Linked DNA regions of Zea mays: region 1 is linked to region 2. The links are chromatin contacts, called in public Hi-C maps. All regions are on one chromosome and are shown on one strand. Each heading gives the region's core, a stretch centred on a gene start, on an enhancer-like site or on the middle of the called end of the contact. The rest is flanking DNA. Distances are from core to core; before and after follow the strand shown.

The links. Hi-C and Micro-C count contacts between places; a contact is called where the count stands out from the background.
Region 1: a contact with region 2 is called in a Hi-C map of endosperm, with 2.6 times the contacts expected there. The contact joins the promoter of LOC100383418 here to the promoter of LOC100272607 in region 2. A contact is called at or near these places in 6 of 25 Hi-C or Micro-C datasets (bundle sheath, ear, endosperm and 3 more).

The regions. Positions count from the first base shown.
Region 1 is chr7:87,057,870-87,060,733 of Zm-B73-REFERENCE-NAM-5.0, forward strand. LOC100383418 (flowering time control protein FPA) reads right to left here and starts at 1,549. Exons shown (of 5, transcript XM_008654306.4): 1 at 1,413-1,549; 2 at 962-1,336. The coding sequence starts at 1,415.
Region 2 is chr7:86,888,004-86,890,703 of Zm-B73-REFERENCE-NAM-5.0, forward strand. LOC100272607 reads left to right here and starts at 1,426. Exons shown (of 11, transcript NM_001147070.1): 1 at 1,426-1,570; 2 at 2,359-2,454. The coding sequence starts at 1,451.

The DNA of each region.
Region 1 (2,864 bases), core at 299-2,798, 170 kb after region 2:
AAATATATATTGGGAACAAAAACAACCTTAGCCTCCAACGGTTCCCAATTCTTAGGTTGTTAAATATTTTTAAATTATGCTAACTCGATGGTAAATTCATCATTTCTACAGCTTAGATCATTTAAAATGTATCACTTGTACACGTGTGCGAACTCGATGTTAGACAAGTGATTTCACGGTGTGATTGATGAGCAAAACAGGCTATTGAGAGTGCGAAACAACTCCCAAGACCCCAAGTTTAGGGACTAAATAAGGATATTTAAGAAGTTGGTATATTTAGGGATCTCATTTAAGGAACTGTTGAAGCATGATTTTTGGTTACTAACACCCTAAATTAAATTTAGGAAGTTTTTTTGGGAACTAGTGAAGATGCTCTAAGAACTGCGCGGCAAGAGTTGCCCTAAATAAATAGAAAAAATTACTCAGTGCCTCATAGCTATTGGTGAACTATTGACACGAGACAACAGCAACACTCAAGCAGGTACTTTCTAGTATTGATGATTTAGGGTGTGATGGCAAGGGGAAGATACATGCAATAATCCTAGCTATGTTCCTCCAATATGGTTATCATTTGCCCTTTGCAGGACATCTGACAAGGGTCACAAATGCAGAGACACTGTGGGTGTAATTGTTCAGATTCAGTGAAACCTGTGACCAATGGTGCTGACTAAATAAATCCTGCACTGGTAGAATTTCAGTGCAGGTGAACATTGAGATTCTTCATTAGCCAGGCTCATGAAACAGCCTTCTACTCTCTGTTCCTGCACATTTCCGGGCATACCTGTTTTGAACCGATTTGAGACGGGGGCAGTGCTGTGAACCCTAAATTTAATTGTTGATACTCAGCCTTTCTTGAAAGGCTTAGGTTTTGTACACAAGATAAGAGAAGAACACCGCACCGATAATTGCTTGGAGTCAAATTAAATAAACATATAATGAACAGAGGATGTTCAACACTGACCCCCTTGGAAAACTCGATCCTAACAGGCGCCCCAGCCAGGCGAGCCCCCTGGAGCTCCCGCACCGCGGCCACAGCGTCCCCCTCCCGCAGGAAGCTCACGAACGCGAAGTTCCGGCCGGGTTCGCGGGCAACACCCTCGACGTCGCCGCACCGGAGGAACAGCTCCGACAGGTCGGACGCCGTGACGCTGGGCGCCAGGCCACCCACCCACAGGTGCCGCGACGGCGGTGCCACTCCCCAGCCCGACGCCCGACGCGGTAATGGGAAGTACGGGTTCTCCTCGACGCGGACGCCGTGACGGACTGGCCGCTCGTCGCCCAGCGGGCCGCCGCCGAACCTCCCCCGTCCACCCGGGCCGCGGCGGCCCCTCGCCATCTGCAAAAACCGGTCGAGATTGATCAGGACAGCTGCAGTTTAACACGAACGTGAGAGATAAAGGATGGAGCTGTACCATTGGCCGCGGCGAGCGGCGGGCAGCAGCGAGCGGCGGGCGGCGGCAATCGAAAGGTTAGGGTTTGCGGTTCGATGGGACGGATGAGGAAGCCGAGAATGGTTTTTCTCTTTAATTTTTTTGTCGATTTCAATCACGGACCCTGATGTATCGAGAAATTTGGAATTTTTTAGTCCATTAAGGGCTATTTGGCAACTAATTTTTTAAAGGATTTTTATTTTTTAAAGAAAATTAGTTTATTTTAAATTGAAAAAAAATGAGAATCACTTAGAAAACTAGAGTTGCCAAATAGTCCTAAAAGAATCTTCTGGTTTATAATTGCCTATAATTACCACCGAGTCTTTGACTTGTGAGTTCATAAATGTGGTATGATAACAATTTTGCAAAGCCAATTCTTTATAATGGCAAAAATCAAATCTCTCCTAATATATCATGTTTGTACCTCTCTATATGGGTGTGAGTAAATAAAAAATTACTATGAATTCAGGTGTAAGGCCATCTCCAGCAGATCATATATTACATCACTATCGTATTTTTTATTTCAAACTTCACTCTGCAAATAGTGTCAAATAATATCGCGTCCCCTATTTTGCACCATCCATCGAAAACAGCCTAAATAAAAATAACGATCATAGTTAAGTGGTGTTTGGACTGCTTCACTCACGAAAATCGACTCAACTTCACAAAACTTGAGCCAAACATTTCAGACTTCAACTCAGCTTCACCAAAAAATGTGAAGTTGGGACTAGCTTTACCTTTTTTTATAAAGCAACAAAAAGAGTATTTTTGCAACACTGTTTTTCAATATTCTTGTGAAGTTAGGGAATAATTATCCACCATTCCCACCGATTACATAGAAAAAAAACTATTCGTTCTTTTTCATCCACTTTCCCTAAGGCGCATAGCTCTGTTCCTTCAACAACCCTAGCCGATGTCTAGTAGGAACGACGTCGGAGATAGCTAGAGCCATGGGAAGGTACACTTGTAATTGTTTGTGATTGAAGAGGAGCAATGATAAAAACTCGGCAGTAATTATTCTTTTTTGAACAATTGTATTTGACTCAAAAGTTCTTTTATTCTTATAATCTTCTTCCTTTGGTTTATCCTTCGGTAAAGGAATGAAGGTTTTCTATTATTAGTTGTGTTGCCCTATTTTGATCTATCTGAAGGTATTAAAACAAGTGACCAACATTAGCACCCACCGTCGGTAAACTCACGACTGCAAGCATCTTTTCGTCGTGCCTCTGAAAAAGTCTACAGCTCCTGCTACGGTTCTTTATCCCATTAATCAGAACTAGGATGAAGAAGCATGTCTTCTCGAGGCACAAAAGGAGAAAAGAAAGGTTGTGGGTCCTCCACCGAAAGATGGTCCTGATTTAGAATTTGAAAAACTGAAAGTTATCCATCAACAAATCGAGAACCAACGGGATAAGTTGTTTCGAGTTTCTCAAC
Region 2 (2,700 bases), core at 176-2,675:
AACTTAGATATATATGCATAATTTGATGGGTTACCTATTCGGATACACCTAACCTTTTCTACCATATTCCTTGATCAAACTTGGGTATTATACTTTACCTTCGTAGCTATGCTATTGCTACAACTTAACTTTATGCAGTCACTCCGATTTGTGATATTAAGGTTCCAATTGGTAAGTTTACATTATTGTTGCTAATCCGACGATTAAGCAAGATCATATGATTTAATTGGAACATGAAGTGACCACCCGGGAAAACAGTGCTACCATGAGGGTGGTATGGGACGCCCTTGGCTAAATAACTAGGGAAGTCTTATGTTGGGTGCTGGTCGTGGTCGACCGGAACGGGGGCATCTGGCAAGCGCTTATATTTCTGGCTCAGACAGATTGGATACATGCATAATTCCCAAAGCTTTACCCTGCAGACTGGACTATAAGTTGGTTACGTTAGATGTGCTCTATGCAGTTTGACCATTTCCAGCATTTGCATAATGAGGACTCTAGGGAAAAGCCTCGTAGTGAGACCTTAGCCATTCACCTCGGAAGTGAATACAGGTCTAGCTAACCCAAGCTAGAAGGGGATCGTGACTCATGGGTAAAGATGCGCCACCTCTGCAGAGTGTAAAACTGATATATCAGCTGTGCTCACGGTTAAGAGCAGCCTAGACTCCTCACATGATAATTGAACTTGAAGATGGAAATAAATCGAGATCCGATGATCTGCCAATGGTTTGCTTAAGTGGTTTCACTTAAGTGTTTTTGATATACTCTTATACCTTTGTTTAATGGGAATACTTGGGATTCACACTTATTAGTAAGACAAGTGTTGTTAATAAAATGTTGACCAACTAAAATGCCAATCGCATTTAACTTTAGCCTTACCTTGTTACCTTGCATTTTCCCCCACTTGCTGAGCCCTGACCATAAGTGAGCTCACCCTTGCTTAAATTTTGATCAGAAGTTTGCAGATGAAGTTATGATGCTGAGCTCCATGGATGCTAGTCTATTGATACCCCCGGTCATCTTCCTGTGGATGGATGTCCATGTTTCGCTGTACTTTGATGAATAAAGGTTAAGACATTATGTCTGTTCGAAGTGTAACATGTTAATATAATCTTTATTTACGCTCTTATGTATCATTCTTTTAATATATTACACTTGTAATGTCAATATATGTGTGAAAATAAATCCTGGCACACATATGCTATGCACCCGGCTCTGTCTCAAAGAAACGGGTGTGACAGTTAAGGAATAGGTTTTTCTTTCAAAATGAAGGTTGGTAGCTTATGGAATCATGGGCCTAGATCATATTAAACAAACAGGACCTGAGTTGCTGAATGTTTTAATGTAGCCTAGCCCATCAGGCCTGGCCCGATCTCTTCATGGGCTAGTTTGTGTACTTTGGGATTGGAATTGGATTACTCCCCTCCCGGACAAAACGGGGCGAGAGCGCATGGAGAGCAGAGAGGAGGAGAGGAAGGGCAGCGGTGGCGCCGCCGCCGGCGGCGGCTCGACCCCTGGGGCGAATCTAAGGGACCTGGTGTCGAGGGAATACTACGGCCACAAGAAGAAGGTAATACCTCTCAACGCCTCCCCAATATCCCATTATAATTTCTTCTGAGCCCCTATAAAACCCAGAATCTCGCCAGAAGAAAGGTTTCGAAGTTCCAATCATTAGGGTTGCAATTCGTAGGGTGAGGCCCTAAATTCCGGCCTTGCATGCAGAATGATGAAACAAGGTGCGGAAGTAACAATCTTTGGGCCTTCCGGTTTGGTTCCTGAGAACATAGATGGGATCGTGGACCTATCTTGCTTTCGATTCGAAGCTATAAGCGTGGAGAGGGGATTTAGCTATTTCTTCTCTTTATATAGAGCATGAAAGGAGTCAATGTTAAGGCATGATGAAAACGAAATATTGCTGCAGCCACAGTTAGTTGCAAATGAATTTAGTTGCAATAGGCAATCTATTTTGGTTGTCCTTTGTTGCAGCAAAGGGGCCGTGGTGCCTGTCCTTGCAGGGGAGCAAGAGCAGTTTTCCTCTGGTTCTATAAAGAAATTTGAGATTATCTTAGGGCATGTTGTAAAGTTGCAATGAGGAGAAATAAGAAGGAATGATCTTTCTTTCAGGATGAATATATGACATTCTGAGGATGTTTTTTCTTTGTTTCTTACATTATGTTGAATGTGTTGCTTAATTGTCCTTAACTCCTCATAGCGATCTTCAAAGCAAAACCACTCTACCCTAGTACTTGTCGGTACAAAATTTAGATTGATTTGTGGGTTCTTATTTTTGCTTTGTTTTATGCATTTCTTTGGTAATCTTATCATTGTGTTCACCATTCTGATAGTTTTTATCATTAGGTGCACTCTGTAGCATGGAACTGCCTAGGCACAAAGCTTGCTTCAGGATCGATCGATCATACCGCACGTGTCTGGAGCATTGATCCACATGTCCATGTAACTTTCTCTCCTTCTGTCCTTGGTACCAAATTTATCTTTACAGAATGGGATACGCTCCCCACTGTTTTCTTATTAAGATAATGATCGGTTTGGTAAATTTTGAAAATCTGCATAACTGGTATATTCCCTATCTTATAGAACCTAGATAATAAGTTATGACATTGAACTTAAGAAAGCATTAGTTTGCGTGATATGCCAAAGAGGGACAAATGCTTCTCATCTGCACCTCCCTTTTAACTTCAA